Regions from separate parts of the Mus musculus genome. Here regions 2 and 3 are each linked to region 1. Evidence: chromatin contacts called from public Hi-C and capture Hi-C data. All regions are on one chromosome and are shown on one strand. The core of a region is the stretch at or near the end of the contact, and the rest is flanking DNA. Distances in the headings are between cores, read along the strand shown.

Region 1 (5,070 bases), core at 935-3,434:
CTCCTGCTGGGACTTGGCCAAAGGCTGGTGGCTGCTGCTCTTGGCCCAGATTAGCAGAGGGCAGAAGAGTGGGCAGAAGCACAAGATGCCATGGAGGCTGAGTTCTGGAATGGTCATAAAATTGCTTTGTCTACAGACCCAGGCGAAATCGATTCCACAGCCACACTCAACACCCATGCGCACTGGTACACACGGTGGTAGTGTTCACTTTGCTCTTTCTAGAAAGTAGTTCTGCAGGGCCAAGCAGAGCCTATCACAAAGGAGGAGTCTACACAGTTGTAAGCAGAAATGGGTGTGAGGACTGTGAATTGGATCTGACCCAGCTCCCTCCCCAGTCCTAAAATCCTGTGGTGGGCACCATGCTGCCCCGAGCGTTTGAGGGGCTTTAGCACTGGTGACCTTTCCAGTCAGCTTAGGGGTGACCTGTAGCCCCCACGCCCTCTCCCTTAGGCTGCAAGTCACAGGTCCATGTCACATTCATATAGTGACAAGGTCGTGAGAACAAGAACCCCACCAGTGCATGTCACCACCAGGGCAGTGAATGTCACTGAATGTCTGCCACTGCTCTGCTCAGTGACCCTCTCTGGAGCTCTCTGAGAGGTAGATGACATCATCCCCACACAGAGAAGAAAAGCAAGAGCCGGGAGATGACGCCATCACTGCTGGGGTTGGCATGCAAATGGTAATCCTTGGGGACTTTCTTTGCACAAAACTTGCTTCAATGTGGGAGCATCTCCTGTTTCCCAGGTTGGCTTCAAATACCCTGTGAAGCTGAGGATACCCTTGAACTTCTGGCTCTATTGGCTTTACCTCCTCACGGCTGGAATTCTAGAGCCTGGATTCAGAAGACGCTAGGGATGGAGACCAGGGCTTTCTGCATGCTACAGAGATCCTCCACCACCCGAGACACATCCTCCGCCTTGGAAACGGATTTGAGCTTGAGTCTACAGGTCTTACAGCTTGTGGAATTAGATGCCTTCGTCCCAATGTAGGGGAGTAAACCTCGAATTCTCAGAGATACCCAGACAGAAACCTAGGTGGCCAGCTTCCGGAGATGCTGGGGCAGGCCTCTGGGGAGGCAGAGGCTGGCAGCTGAGCCAGTTCCTCCCAAAGCCTCCTACCAGTTATGGGGAGTTTCGTAGTCCCTGTTCTATTGCTGTGAAGAGACACCATGACCATGGAAACTCTTACAAAGGAAAGTACTTAACTGGGGCTGGCTGACAGTTTCAGAGGTTAAGGGTCATGGTTATCATGGTGGGAGTACGGCAGTTTGCAGGCAGACATGGTGCTGGAGGGTAGGTGAGAGTTCTACACCAAGATCCGCAGGTCACAGGAAGAGAGAGACACAGGGCTTGGTGTGGACTTCTGAAACTTCGAAGCCCGCCCCAAGTGACACACTCCCTCCAACAAGGCCACTAATCTAATCTTCTAATCTTCTAATCTTTTCAAACAGTGCCACTCCCTAGTGGCCAAGCATTTAAATCTATGAGCCAATGGGTGCCTTTCTCATTCAACCCCCCACAGGGAGGCCAAGGGTCACATTCAAGGTCAGCTGCTCGGTCCAAACAAGGTCACACTTTGAGTGAAACTTTTTGGCTCCCCAGGTTTAATAACTACAGTGTGCCCCTTCTGGAAGGTTCCCCGTGGACCTGTAGTGTAACTTCTCTGTTCTGTGGAGGTGACAGGTGACAGAGGTCCACAGAGGTTGCCACTCCAGACTCCTCCATGCAGGGATTGGACTTGGGTCTTAGGTGGATGGAGCTCTGGGCTGACTCCCTCAGCTGCAGAGCCAGAAGGGAGTTAACAAGAGGAGTGGTGGCCCCCTCCCCCCTCCCCTGCTCAGTTTCTCACTTAGAAATGCAAATGGGGTGAGGCTCTGCTCAGAGCATTCTCCTCTTCACACCACACAGATTATCCCCTTTCCCCCAACCCCCTCTGCCAAGGAGATTGTCTAAGATTGTTTGTGTTACAAAAACCCAGAGGGGATTGAGCCATTTGGTGGACCCGTCCTACCAAACTAGGCCTCTGGGAGGAGGCTGCTTCAACAAGGAGGGATGTCCTTAGCCACCTTCTTCCGGCAGGAGGGGCTAGAGGTCCAGCGGTTCTGGGGACACAGCCTGGGCCCTCTCTGTCTTCTCCCTGTAGAGGGCCAGGGAGTTGGAGAAAAGCAGGCCTGGCTCTGGGAAGGCAGCCGGCAGGCCACACTGCCTGAGCCCATTTCCTGTCACATTAGGAGACAAGGGCTGGGCTCCAGTTTCCAGCAGCTGGTGAGCGCTTCCTGTCCCATTCCCCTCCCCTTCCCTTCCCCTTCCCCCTTCTCTCCCCCTCCCCTCCCCCTCCCCTCCCCTTCACTCCCCTCCCTTCCCCCTCCCCTCAGCAAGTCAATCAGTGATCTCTGGTGGAGCAGCTGTCTTCCAGTCAGGACAGGCTGGGGGAGAAGAGAGGCTGAGGTCAGGACAGTGCTCATTGTACAAGCTCGAGCACCTCAGTTCATCCCCAGAGCACACCTGAACACTTGCTCATATCCCAGAGCTGAGGAACCAGAGGAGGGGCAGACCCCTGGGACTCACTGGACAGCCCTTACCCAAGTTGGCAAGTCAGGTACCAGGGAGACAGTCTCCCGAAAGGAGGTAGACTCCTGAGGAAGGAGCCTGGTCTGGACCTCTGGCTAACACATTCATAGATACACACCAGCACACACACACACACACACACACACACACACACACACACACACACACTCACACATCAACACATGGATGCGTATCAACACACACACACATACACTCATGCATATATACAAACACACACACACCCCAACACCCTAAGAAAGGGAACCTGAGCCGCAGGGAGGTGAAGGGTCAGTTTGAATCGCATCAAGTTGCTGTTTTTTTTATACAACAGCAACCAAGATGGCTGCGGGTTAGTTCATCAGGAGAACACACACTTTCACTCACAGCCTTTGTGTGTGCACAGCAAAGCCACCCACAGAGCACGAGTTGAGTCCATACCTCACCCTAGCCACATCCTTTTAGCTGAGTCATTATCGTCTTCTGTGTGGACGAGGAGGGTACAGCATCGATTAATCAGCTATATCTTCTCAGTTCAGATGTCTCCACAGCAGGCACCCAGGCTCAGTTATCTGTGACAGCTAGAATTCCTGGCAAGAACCTGTTGTCTAAAAAAGCCGAGTGACTGGCTAGAATCCGAACAATCTGGAGAGGTTGGAATGTTGCAGGTTAAGAGCCATTATCTTGGAATAGCTTAGGCCCCTTAATAGGCATGTATGGCTTCTGGTGTACAAGACCTGACATCTTTTATGACTGTTAGGAAAAATCCTTTGGAATGTATGAAGAGACCCCTGGTTCTCACCAGAGGACTGTGACTATGTCAGACAGCATTTAAAGTCGATAACTGAGTCTCCCAATGTTTCAGTAACTCACCTACCTAAGGTACCAACCAATGTGTGCAAAGTGTGTTGTTTTATGGCTTGCTTTCTTCTGTGACTATAAACATTTATGAAACTGCGACCTCATTGGAACAGGGAAAGTTTGAGGTAACCTAACCCTGAGTTGCCAGGGCCTGGTCACTCAAAATTTGTTTTCAGAATAAACTATGCCTTCCTGTTCTTTGAGGCGAGAACTCGTAGCCGTTTAGATGAAACTGTTCGTCCACAAGATCATATGGGGAGAAAGCAGTCATGGGGTGGAGTGTGAGCGCATGCGGTCTCTCCCCACATCTGGCTCCATCTGGCTCCTGATGGAGACGTGAGCTCTCAGAATCCTGCCCATCAGCCATGATAGACTCTTACCTTCTGCAGTCTCGGGCCAAGTAAACTCTTCTGCCCGCTGAACTATGTGTTTCTTTACAACTTAAAAGTAACCAATAGGGGCTGGTGAGATGGCTCAGTGGGTAAGAGCACCGACTGCTCTTCTGAAGGTCCGGAGTTCAAATCCCAGCAACCACATGGTGGCTCACAACCATCTGTAACGAGATCTGACACCCTCTTCTGGAGTGTCTGAAGACAGCTACAGTGTACTTACATATAATAATAAATAAATCTTAAAAAAAAAAGTAACCAATACAGGCTGTTCTTTTTTTCTACACAAGCCACACCCACAGGCTCCAAGGCGCCACCTGGGCAGAGGGCTTTGCCTCAGCTTTAGCACTAGATACTGTGTAACAAGAGACCCAGCATTTGCTGTCTTGAGATCACAGATTTCCGGGGCCTGGCAGAAAGCCCCTGTGGGGAGGTTCCCTATGCCAAAGCGTGAGAACCTGGGTTTGAGTCCCCAGTTCCCATGTAAAGGCCAGGCAGGTGGAGTGTATCTATAACCTCCGGACTGGGGAGATGGAGACAGGAAGATTCCTGAAGCTCGTTAGCCAGCCTCCAGATTCAGCCAAAGACGCTGTCTTAAAAAAACAAAAACAAAAACAAAGATGGAAGTGGAGGTGGAGGAAGACATCAGAAGTGGAAGTAGACATTACACACACACACACACACACACACACACACACACACACACACACACACACACACACACACACACATGCACAGGCACTCTAGCTCACAGTGGTTGTGAACAACAAACACAAATAAGACCAAATTCCAAATCCTAGTATGGAAAGGGGAATTGAGCACAGAGTTCGTGAGGAGCTATTGCAAACTGATAGATTCTGGGAGAGGGAGAGTCACTTTTCTTCATCCATCCATCCATCCATCCATCCATCCATCCATCCATCCACCCATCCATCCATCCATCTATCCATTCATCCATTTATGGTGTTTTCAAGACAGAGCTTCTCTCTGTAGCCCCATAGACCAGGCTTGCCTCAGACTCAGAGATCTGCCTGCCTCTACTTCCCAAGTGCTGGGATTAAAGGTGTGCACCACCACTGCCCTGCTCAGTTGTCCTTAAGAGTGTAGTAGGCCCTGGTAAGTTTACCATGCTCCAGTGGAAGGCCACACATCCAAGAGTATATAGGCAGTACAAATCGGACTTGATGGTTGAAAAAAAAAAGTACACAAAATTGAGTTGGTGGGTGAGGAGAGTGGGTTTGGGAGGAGTT
Region 2 (5,070 bases), core at 673-3,172, 680 kb after region 1:
GAGGCCCACGCATTGCCACGCCTTGGACCAGACCAATGAGGTATTGCCATAAACATTTACAGGAATGCTGTCTGGGCAAAAGAGTATACTGTGTGACACATGGTAACACACTGCAGCTATCACGGTGAGATGTTTGTTTTGGGGGGGAAGGCTGCAAGGGCAGAGGGTAGATGTTGGGGGACAAGAGAGCTGCGTGAGATTGGGGTGCATGACGTGAGGTTCACCAAGAATCAATCAAAAGTGTTTTTTAAATTACAGTAGAGAGTGACTAAGACAACTTATATGCACCTCTGTCTTCCACAAACATGTGCACACGCACACACACAGCTCCCGTGAACACACACATACAGCGTGGGTTCACACCGACACACACAGAGTAAAACCATCGTATGAGACCCCACAGCTAGCCAGTGGCAAGGGAGATCATTTTGAAACACTGGGACCCTGGAGCCAGGATCTTTACCATACAGGCCTAGAAAAGGAAGTGGGGTCCAGAGAGGAGATCACACAGTGGGATCTAGAGTCAGAGACTTGTCAGGCCCATTAACAGAGGCCAGGTCTGAGGCGGGACTTTATCCTTTGTAGGACAACTAGCTGTCATCCGCTCAGCACACCTCCAGATGTCAGGGGGGAGGAGGCAGGAGGGGGAGGGGAGAGAGAGAGCACGCACGCGCGTACTCGCGCCACAGCGGGCACGCGCTTCCTCATGCACACGCGCAACCAGGGCTTCCATTTCCCCAAGATGTCCACCTGCTTTTTATGAATATAAGTGGATTTGTGACAAGCATTGCAGCTGCATAGGCACCATTCATACATGGGGACAATTTTACTAGATAATAGACCATCGCGCAGGATACAATTTAAATTAAAAAATGCAATTTTCACCTTGAAATGAACAAATGATTACAATTTCTATACAAATTAAGGCATTCAGCCTCTCTTTCAGTAGTGGCACCAGCCCATGAAATATGACATAATTACCATGAAATACATTTTCAAATATTTTGATTTTTTTGTCCGCCGCTTTTTAAAAAACATAGGCCGTCTTCTGGCTCTCCGGGTGTGTGCTGGCATTTTCCCACCTTCTGGGAAAAACACATTAAAAAGAAAAGCCGAGGTCCCCCCCCCCGCCCCGAAGATGAAGTTGGCCCCCTCCCTGCCCTCCCCTCCTCCTGCTGCCTCACCCCTCTGAGCCCCCTGCCCTCCCTTCCCCCTCCCTTGGCTCAGAGATAAAATTGAAAAAAGGCAGACAGGAGGAGAGAGGACGCAGACGACCAGTTCCAAAGCCCGAGATTTATCTAAGTTGCTACGCTTATCTGCGGGATCGCATCTGTTGGTTATCTCTAGCCAACCACTCCAAGCGGCATCCCGCGCCCCTCTGGAAATCTCTCCCCGGCCCGTCCCCCCCCCCCCCGCCCCCTGCCCCCGCCCCGCCCCCACCTCCGCTCTTAGGTTTTAATTATTTCAGCGTTCACTTGTCTCTTTGTGGCTAGAGAGGAAAAGATTGAGCACACAGAGCCTGTGGCTTGATCCGGTCTGATCGAACTTTAGGGCTCAAAAGACAAGAGATGAGGAGAGGCAGTCGGTCAGTGGTCTTGGCTCTCTGTCCCTGAGTGGAGTTCTTCTTGTGACATTGATGAAGGTCACTCCTAGCCAACTCTGCCTCATCCCTGAGTCTGTAAGGCCGCCATCTTGAATGTTCCATTCCCCATGGTCTGAACTTGGGCTGGGTTTCTTGGGCCAGAGACCTAAGGACAGACCTCGGGCCTCTCCTCTGCTTCTTGCTTCTGGTTCTGAGCCACCTCCCATCCCCCACAGTGCATCACCTTTGTGAGACTTTCAGGGCTCCCAGCTCCACGGAAACTGTCCTCAGGCCTTGGCTTCCATCTGCTGCTGCTTCCACAGCGAGCAGCATCCTACCTGGCCCCCTACAGGCTAACTCTGGCCTTCCTTGGGTTCCTTCCTATTCAGCTGGTGCAGCCAGACCAACAGCTCCTCTTCCTAGACTTGTCAGTCTCCCCACATTCCCTGGGAGGTGGAAACACAGCTTCACCAGCATCCTCTACTCCGCTAAGCCTGCTGGCCCTTCCTTCTGAGTGTCCTGTAGGGAGGACTTCTCTCACGGCGACCCCTCCAACCTTTCATGGGGAAAGCGAACCGGTATTCTAGACCAAGGAAGAGAACTACCAGAGCAATCAGGTCTCCCAGCAGCTTATGAAGAAGGTGCTTTGTGGGCACTTGTGGGATTAAACCTCCCCTTTCCTCTGACCCATCCTTCTCTGCTGCACTGGACCTTTCCCTGCTAACACCAGGATCGCACCCCCCTTCAGAAAGCAAACCAGGGCATCTCCATGGAGCTAGAACAGAATTTAAGACCAAAGACCCCGAGTTTTGAAGTCAAGCCTCCATTGCTTTCCCTGTCTCTGATCTTGGCCAAATCTGACCTCTGTGCCTCAGTTTCCCAGGGTGAGGTGGAACTTTGATGCACCCCAGTTCTCTGTGAGCCAGGCATGGTGGCTCAGGCCTGTAATCCCAGCACTCAGGAGGCAGAGACAAGTTGACCTTTGTGGGTTCGAGACCTGCCTGGTCTGCATTGTGAGTTCCAGGACAGCCAGAGCTAAAGAGAGAGACCCTGTCTCAAAAAAGGGGAGGAGGGGAGAAAAAGAGGGGGAAGGGCAGAGAGAAGGGGGGGGGGAAGAGTCTTTGGCTTGCTGACCAGTCTATTCAACATGATGAACTTCAAGTTCAGTGAGAGACTCTGTCTCAAAAAATAAGGTGGAGAGTGAAAGAGGAAGACAGAGTTGACCTCTGGCCCACACAAGCATACAGATACATATTCATATGCATCCATATACACACTTCATGCACACTGTCACACACACACTCACATATCACACACACACACATACACTGCAGGCGCACTCAAAGGCACACACTCATAGGCTTACATACACACACTGATATACTCATATTTGTACAGATATCACACACACACTCCTTCCAGTTCCTGAGAAGGGTTTAAACACCCATCATTTAGAAACTAGTTCACCGGCGCGATGAATTTGTGCCTGTAATAGACACCACCCTTTACAAGATGAATGTGTGAGCCTCCAGAGAAGGGAAGGGAGGAAGAGAAAGCAGGGAGAAGTGAAGATGAATCGTGTATTGCACCCTACTGTCAGCCACGGGCTCTGCGCTAAGGAATTCATCTCACTTAAGCCACGTGTCACCATTAAGAGGCTAATATCAGCTCCACCAGGAAGTGGTGACATATGCCTTTAACCTCAGTACTCATGAGTCAGAGGCAGGTGGATCTCTGAGTTGGCCAGCCTGGTCTATAGAGTGAGTTCCAGGACAATCAGGGCTGCACAGAGAGACCCTGTCTCGAAAACAAAACAACAAAAAGATCCAGACTGGGGAACCAACAGCCCGTGGACAGCCAGCAGCTTGAGCGAGATGAGAATGCACATGCTGTTTCTCTCCTGGGAAGCATGGGGAATGGTCTACTATGCCCACGGCACTCTGGCCAGACTTGAACCCACACACATCCCGGGCAGTGGAGGTGGGGAGAGAACAGAACACACGGGGGGCGGGGGGAGGCTCCATTCTGATTCCACAAAGCTCTGACATGGCCTGTTCACTTAGGGTTGCCGGCCCCTGCATCTGCAGCTGCAGGATTCTCGGATGGTATCAATGCGATCAAAGATCACACCTGTTCCCACGAGTGTCACTGGGATAGGAGAGAGAGCACTCTGGATATCCACACACACCCAAGGGACCAAAGAAGGACGAGTGAGCCCCAACATTACTTAAATGGTCAGTTGTCTGTTTGGGCTGATGGGGGACGGAATCCAGAGCCTTGTGAATGCCAGGCAGGCGCTTATTCTACAGCTATCAAAATGGTCCAAAAAAAAAAAAAAGTTTTACATTTCCACAAGAACACAGCCCACAGAATCGACAGATGGGGTCTCAGCATCTCCTCATCACAGAGGTAGGAGCCTGTAGGTCTGACCTAGGTCCTCTGTGCATATGTTATGGCTGAGTAGCTTGGTGTTCTTGTGGGAGTCCTCACAGTGGGACCAGGGGCTGTCTCTGACCCTTTTGTCTGCTTGTGGGACCCCTTCCCTCCCACTGGGCTTCCTTATCCACCGTGTGATGGAATGTGCCTGGTCTTATCATAACTTGTTATGCTGTGTCTGTTTGATGTCCCTGAGAGACCTGCTCTTTTCTGAGGGGAGGCAACATTTAGGGGGAGGACCTGGGGGAAGAGGGGAGATGGCAGGGAGAAATGGGGGAGGGCAAGAGAGGGAAGCAAATCTGCAGTCGGGATGTAAATGTATGAGAGAAGAATTAAAAACAACTGTTTACATTTATTTATCTATTTAGGGGGAGGGCATGCACGAGCCACAGTGCATTTGGAGGCACAGAAACATCACCCTTGGGTGTTGTCTTCTTCCTCTCACTATACAGGTCCCAGATATTGAACTGCTTCAAAGCAAGGGCCTTATCCACTGAGCCATCCATCACACTAGCCAAAATGGTCCAAACATTTTCATCTTAAAAATGCAGATAGGGGTTGCTGGGCAGTGGTGGCGCACGCCTTTAATCCCAGGACTTGGGAGGCAGAGGCAGGTGGATCTCTGAGTTGGCCAGCCTGGTCTACAGAGTGAGTTCTAAGACAGCCAGGGCTACGCTACACAGAGAAACCCTGTCTTGAAAAACCACAGATAGATTGAGCAATAGATAGATAGATAGATAGATAGATAGATAGATAGATAGATAGATAGATAGATAGATAGATAGATAGAAAAACGTTAGAAATTAAAAAATAGAGAGAGAGGCTTGGGAGATGGCTCAGCAGTAAAGTCCCTTCCACCCAAGTATAAGGACTCAAGTTCTGATCCCCAGAATCCACACAAAAGCCAGCAAGCATGGCAGCCACCTATAAACCAGCTCTCGGGAAACAGAGACAGAGGACCCCCAGGGTCGATGGCTAACTACATTAACTGAATCCATGAGCTCTGGGTTCTGGAACAGGCTGGCCTGACATGTGGGCCATCACACTCACAC
Region 3 (5,070 bases), core at 1,846-4,345, 520 kb after region 1:
TCAGCTTCTCTGCATGACCCATTTCATTCCCCGCCTTCAACTGCTACTGAGGCTGCACCTGCACCACTAAGCCTCTTCTGGCCTCTCACAGTGCCACGCCCCAGCTTCTCTTGATGATCCCTTTACCCCTTCAAAACCAGTACCACCTGGGTGACTCTTACCACCAGGTTCGGCTGCTAGCACAAGGTATAACTTTGGCTGCCTCTAGAACACTGTTTTCATGTGCTGACCTTGAAGAAACACTTCCCAGAAGACTTCACCTTAATGATGCTGCTTTCTTTCGTTGTTTGTTTTGTTTTGTTTTTCAAGACAGGTTTTCTCTGTGGAAAGGTTTGGCTGTTCTGGAACTCACTTTGTAAAAAAAAAAAAAAGGTAGCCTTGAATTCACAGAGATCCACCTGCCTCAGCCTCCCAAATGCCGGAACCAAAGGCATGCACTACCATATCCAGGAGAGACCCTAGTTTCTCCTTAATCACAGCTGATTCTTCAGCCCCATCTAACCAGAAGTCAAATAGCAAGTGACCCCAATAGGGTCATTAAAGAGGTCTCAGCTTCCCTCTAAAACTTCACAAGCCAGGCCTCCTTCATCTGCAGCAATCTCAATTGTCTTATCTTTCAAGATTCCCTCGGGACATCTCACCAAGCTTTGAACACTTAATGGCTTTCCAAAGTCCTTCCATGGTCCTCCCGAAATACATGGCCAGGTCTGGCATGATAATATGCCACTTCTGCTCCTAGTTAGGGTTTCTGTTGCTGTAATGAAACATCATAACCAAAGCAACTTGGGGAGGAAAGGGATCATACGCCATCATTAAAGGAAGTCAGAACAGGAACTCAAATAGGGCAGGAACTTGGAAGCAGGAGCTGATGCAGAGGCCATGGAAAGGTGCTAGTTATTGGCTTGTTCTTCATGGCTTGCCCAGTCTGCTTTCTTATAGAACCCAGGACCACCAACCTAGGTATGGCCCCACCCACAATAGGCTGGGTCCTCCCCACCAATCACAAATGAAGAAAATGCCCTACAGCCTTGCCTACCGCCTGATCTTATGGGGGCATTTTCTCAGTTTAGGTTTCCTCCTTTCAGATGACTCTACCCTGCTCAAGTTGACAAAGGACAAGAGAGTTCAAAGCAACAGATAAGTAGGTGACAAAGCAGAACTGATTGGTAGAGACTCCACCTATTCTACACTGGGGTATCTGAGATCAAGACTTCATCCATCAACCATAAAAGACTCCAACTCATGAAAATACAAATGTGTATAAATGGAGAAATTTGTCGTGAGGATTCCATGGAAGGGGTGCTCTGCTCACAAAACAAATGTCTGGGAAAGTGTTCTTAAAGATTCAACCACCAAGACATACAGAGGCCACTTTAGCTGTGGTCCAAGGGTTCAACCTATCTCTCAAGTGAGCAGCAGAACTTGGTAGCATTCCAGAAAGCAGCTGAAGCAGGGCAATGTGGAGTCTCTGAAAGGAAGATCTGAGAGGCCACTGTGTGAATCTCTGAAGGTGATCCCCTAAGTTGCAATGGAGACCCTACAATGTTGGAGATGCTGGAACTATGGGTAACCTACAGCCGTGGAGAGGAGCCAGTTCTAGAGAAACGCTGTGTGTTCTGCAGGCAGCAGAGCCAGAGACACAGAGCTACCAAAGCCCTTAGGAGCCCAGGGGATTCCATCATGAGTCTCAGGTGCCTGACACAGAGCTGCAGGATTTGGTGTTTGTCCTGATGGGTTTAGTCTTGCTGTGCCTGCCTTCTTTCCTGCTGGGATGGGCATGTCCATTTTGCATCATCGTTCATTAGAGATAGGTATTTGATTTACCACGCTCTCACGGTGTTGAGAATTGCCTTGAGTCTCAGAAGAGACTTTAGACTTTAAACAGTGTTCGGACTGTTTAAAGACTAAGGACACCTTTGATATTAGGATGAACACATTTTGAATATGAGATGAACCCAGGCTTTGGGGAGATGGGTGGAATATTATTCAAACAAAATTTTTATTTGGATATCACATTAACAAGGGATGAGGTGGTGGTAGTTAAATCACAGTTGTAGACTTGGTGGGATTTAGAAGCACCAGGGACACATACCTCCAGATGTGACTATGAAGGTATTTCCAAAATCTTAACCAAAGAGGTAAGGTCCACCCTGCCTTTGAGCAGCACCATCCCACAAGCTTGTACAAAAGGGAGAACGATTAAGCACTGTTCATCCCTTTCTGGTTCCTGACTGTGGATACAATGTAACCAATAATCACTGGTCACCTGACTGTAGATACAATGTAACCAATAATCACTGGTCACCTGACCGTGGATACAATGTAACTAATAATAATGGTTCATTACTTTCTGTCTCCTGACTATGGATACAATGTGACCAGCTGCCACACAGGCCCTCCACTATGACTTCCTCCCCATGACACCCTGGAACTGTGAGCCAGAATAAAGACTTCTCTGATGTTGTTTTGATCAGGTAATTCATTACAACAAGGAGAAAAGTCATCACTACTCCCCGAAAGGTAGATGCAGGTGACAAGGAGGTGACCCAAGCAGGATGTGTTGCAAGTGCAAAAGCTTAGTCATAACAGTGCAAAGGGTCCAGGGTGCCAGAGCAGCAGGACAATACGGCCAGTGAACAGAGAGATGCAGCCTTAAAGGGTCCAGGCTGGGAGGACACTCAGGGAAACCTGGGCCACTGCCCTAAGACCTGGATGGGAAGGAGCTCAGTCAAGGTCACGTACAGAGCGAGAGGGTAGTTACAGGGGTCCAGGCTGCCATGGGAGGGCTCCTGGGATCCAGCCACAGAGGAGCACTCTGGCGGTGACCCTTCTGATGGGCTGTGAGCTGAGTCAGGTGGAGGAGGCCATCTCCCTGCCACTGACTTTTAAATTAACCTTTAGACTCACAGATGAATGACGCCATCCACCTGCCACTTGGTGTCCTGATGCAGCTGGCAGGACAGTGGACGTGGCCCAGAGGAGACAAGGGCTGCATTCGTGCTAGCTAGTGTCTCAGAGACAGGATATACAGGGCCTTGCAGACAACTCTGGAAATATATGTGACCTATATGACATAGGTCAGGTGTCTGGGAGCAGGGCTCCATGTTTGAGTTCCCTCTCCATGTAGAGAGGCCAGTACTCACCATCTGTGTTACAGAAGGACACAGGGACCTGTCCCAGCCATCTAGCCAAAGAGGGAGGCTCTAGGATGTCAATCATTAAAGACAAAAACCAGTAACAGGCAAGACCACATGTTTGTTGGCCTGGCCCTTCCCCCCAACAAACACACACACCAGAGCAGTTGCCAATTGGTGTCTCTCACATTGGATCCCTCCCATTTCCTGATCCCCAGCCCCATTCAGTGACCAGGCACTCTCTGTTCCATCCTAATGCCAGGAACTCCCTCTGCTGTCCACATAGGGCCACCTGGAGGTCTGCAGTGCTCAGGGGCAGAAAAGCCAGAGTACAGGGCTGAAGAGGGCCTGGGACCAAGTGTCTGGGAAAGGGGGGCCAGGGCAGGGAAGAAATCATCCTGTGAGGCCAATGAAGGAACTTTCTCTTGGTTGTATCCTTTCAAGTGATTTGAATTGGGGTAGAAAAAGTCGCCACACTTAAGCGACTGTTTCCATGGACTTATTATCTGTCTCCATAATCCTTCCACCCACGTGAAGGGGTACATCCATCCAGCACCTGGAGTCTCCAACAATCTGCTTATCAAAGGTGGCATGTCCCAACTGTGTGTGCAAGTACATACGAGGTAACTAAGGATGCCCTTGAACTCCTGATCCTCCTGCCTCCACCTCCTGAATGCTGGCCTTAAAGACACAGTCAGACTTGACCCTGGGTCCATAATCATGCAGATGATGATCTTATTGCTGAAATTGACCACAGGAGGAGTTTAGTCACGAATGTGATGTGCACTAGAATCCTGGCACTCACACCACACTCAGGCCTGGTATCTCCACTGGGCAAAAGTAGAGACTGAGACGAACGAGGAGACCTGTCCGTTGTGCACAGCTGGAAGATAGTGACTGAGAGATCTTGTCCTGGCCTGGCCTGGCCTGGCCTTCACTTTGGAGAGACTGCCCTCCACACAGTAGGGAGGTTTCAGGAAGCTGGGGAGCAGGAATGCTGTGGTCCTTTAAGGACACAGGGACAAACCTGTTCCTGAGCATCCAATGGGACATGTGAGATTAAGCAGCATAAGGCTGAGAATTCTTGTCTCCCATCTGAGTCTTAGAATAAGTTGAGGGCAGGGACAGCCAGGGCTGTTTTAAGGATGGGAGACCACAGGCCTTGGGAGGCTGAGATCTCGGGCCTGTTATGACTTCAGCCCGAATTCTTTCCCTTCTGAAGTCCTTTTATCCGAGCCCAGCCTCCTGAACACAGCAGCCCAAACTCCCCTCTCCCAACCCCAGCTTGTTGCACCCCAGGGTTTCAGACTTCGAGGACATTGATAATCATCCAAGACCATCCACAACTCTGTCAGCCCAGAGAATAACTTTGAGAGGCCCCTTGTCTTTCAAGAGTTCAGAAAGAAGTAAAAATAGCTGAGGACTGACAGGGAAGAGACCATCTCCATCCCTCATCTCCTCTGGATCAGGACTTCTAATCTGTCACACTGTCACATTCAGGAGGCTCCAGTGCCACCTTTCCCATGGCAACATGCGGGCGGCAGAAGTGACAGAAGGTGCTGGCACATTGGCCACCATAGCCGGGGGTGTCCAATAGCAAGGGTCCTGTGTGGGGAACATGATAAATTTGCTGAATGAAAGAACCCCAAGAGGCCAGTTTGTCCTGTTGGGACTTCAGGTATGTACCACCACGTTCAGCTTATGAAATGCAGAGGATCACGCCTTGTACATGCTAGGCGGGCACACTACCAAGTGAGCCCCACTTTTTTTTCTTTTTCTCACAGGCTGCAAGGTTCTGGATCTAGAACCATCACGGATTCCGGCTCTGTCCTCGCATCAGTGGGCCTGACTCACAGGTGTTTCGCTAACCTCATTCTGTACCAGACATGCTGGAGAGAAATACATTTTAAAACCACGTGCAATTTAAAGCGAGTTT

What was found. Hi-C and Micro-C count contacts between places; a contact is called where the count stands out from the background. Capture Hi-C pulls out chosen DNA fragments and counts their contacts.
Region 2: a capture Hi-C map of embryonic stem cells shows a contact between it and region 1, with 4 times the contacts expected there. The contact joins two enhancer-like sites. A contact is called at or near these places in 1 of 115 datasets of contacts at active chromatin or transcription factors (embryonic stem cells) and 1 of 9 other capture datasets (embryonic stem cells).
Region 3: a Hi-C map of the N1E-115 cell line shows a contact between it and region 1, with 8 times the contacts expected there. The contact joins two enhancer-like sites. A contact is called at or near these places in 2 of 15 datasets of contacts at CTCF or cohesin (embryonic stem cells and stem cell-derived epiblast-like cells), 3 of 484 Hi-C or Micro-C datasets (the N1E-115 cell line, cerebellar granule neurons and nephron progenitors), 7 of 115 datasets of contacts at active chromatin or transcription factors (astrocytes, embryonic basal ganglia and embryonic stem cells) and 1 of 9 other capture datasets (embryonic stem cells).

Annotation. Positions count from the first base shown.
Region 1 is chr4:140,403,570-140,408,639 of GRCm38.p6, reverse strand. No RefSeq gene overlaps it. Among named protein-coding and RNA genes, the nearest start is that of Gm13017, 16 kb to the right of the region's middle. Within about 2 kb of position 2,184, at least 54 of the 459 cell types and tissues checked have an H3K27ac peak or open chromatin away from gene starts, as enhancers often do. A contact at or near this core is called in the N1E-115 cell line and embryonic stem cells, where this site is marked.
Region 2 is chr4:139,721,258-139,726,327 of GRCm38.p6, reverse strand. No RefSeq gene overlaps it. Among named protein-coding and RNA genes, the nearest start is that of Gm42334, 11 kb to the left of the region's middle. Within about 2 kb of position 1,922, at least 7 of the 459 cell types and tissues checked have an H3K27ac peak or open chromatin away from gene starts, as enhancers often do. A contact at or near this core is called in embryonic stem cells, where this site is marked.
Region 3 is chr4:139,880,291-139,885,360 of GRCm38.p6, reverse strand. No RefSeq gene overlaps it. Among named protein-coding and RNA genes, the nearest start is that of Gm1667, 28 kb to the left of the region's middle. Within about 2 kb of position 3,095, at least 1 of the 459 cell types and tissues checked has an H3K27ac peak or open chromatin away from gene starts, as enhancers often do. A contact at or near this core is called in the N1E-115 cell line, where this site is marked.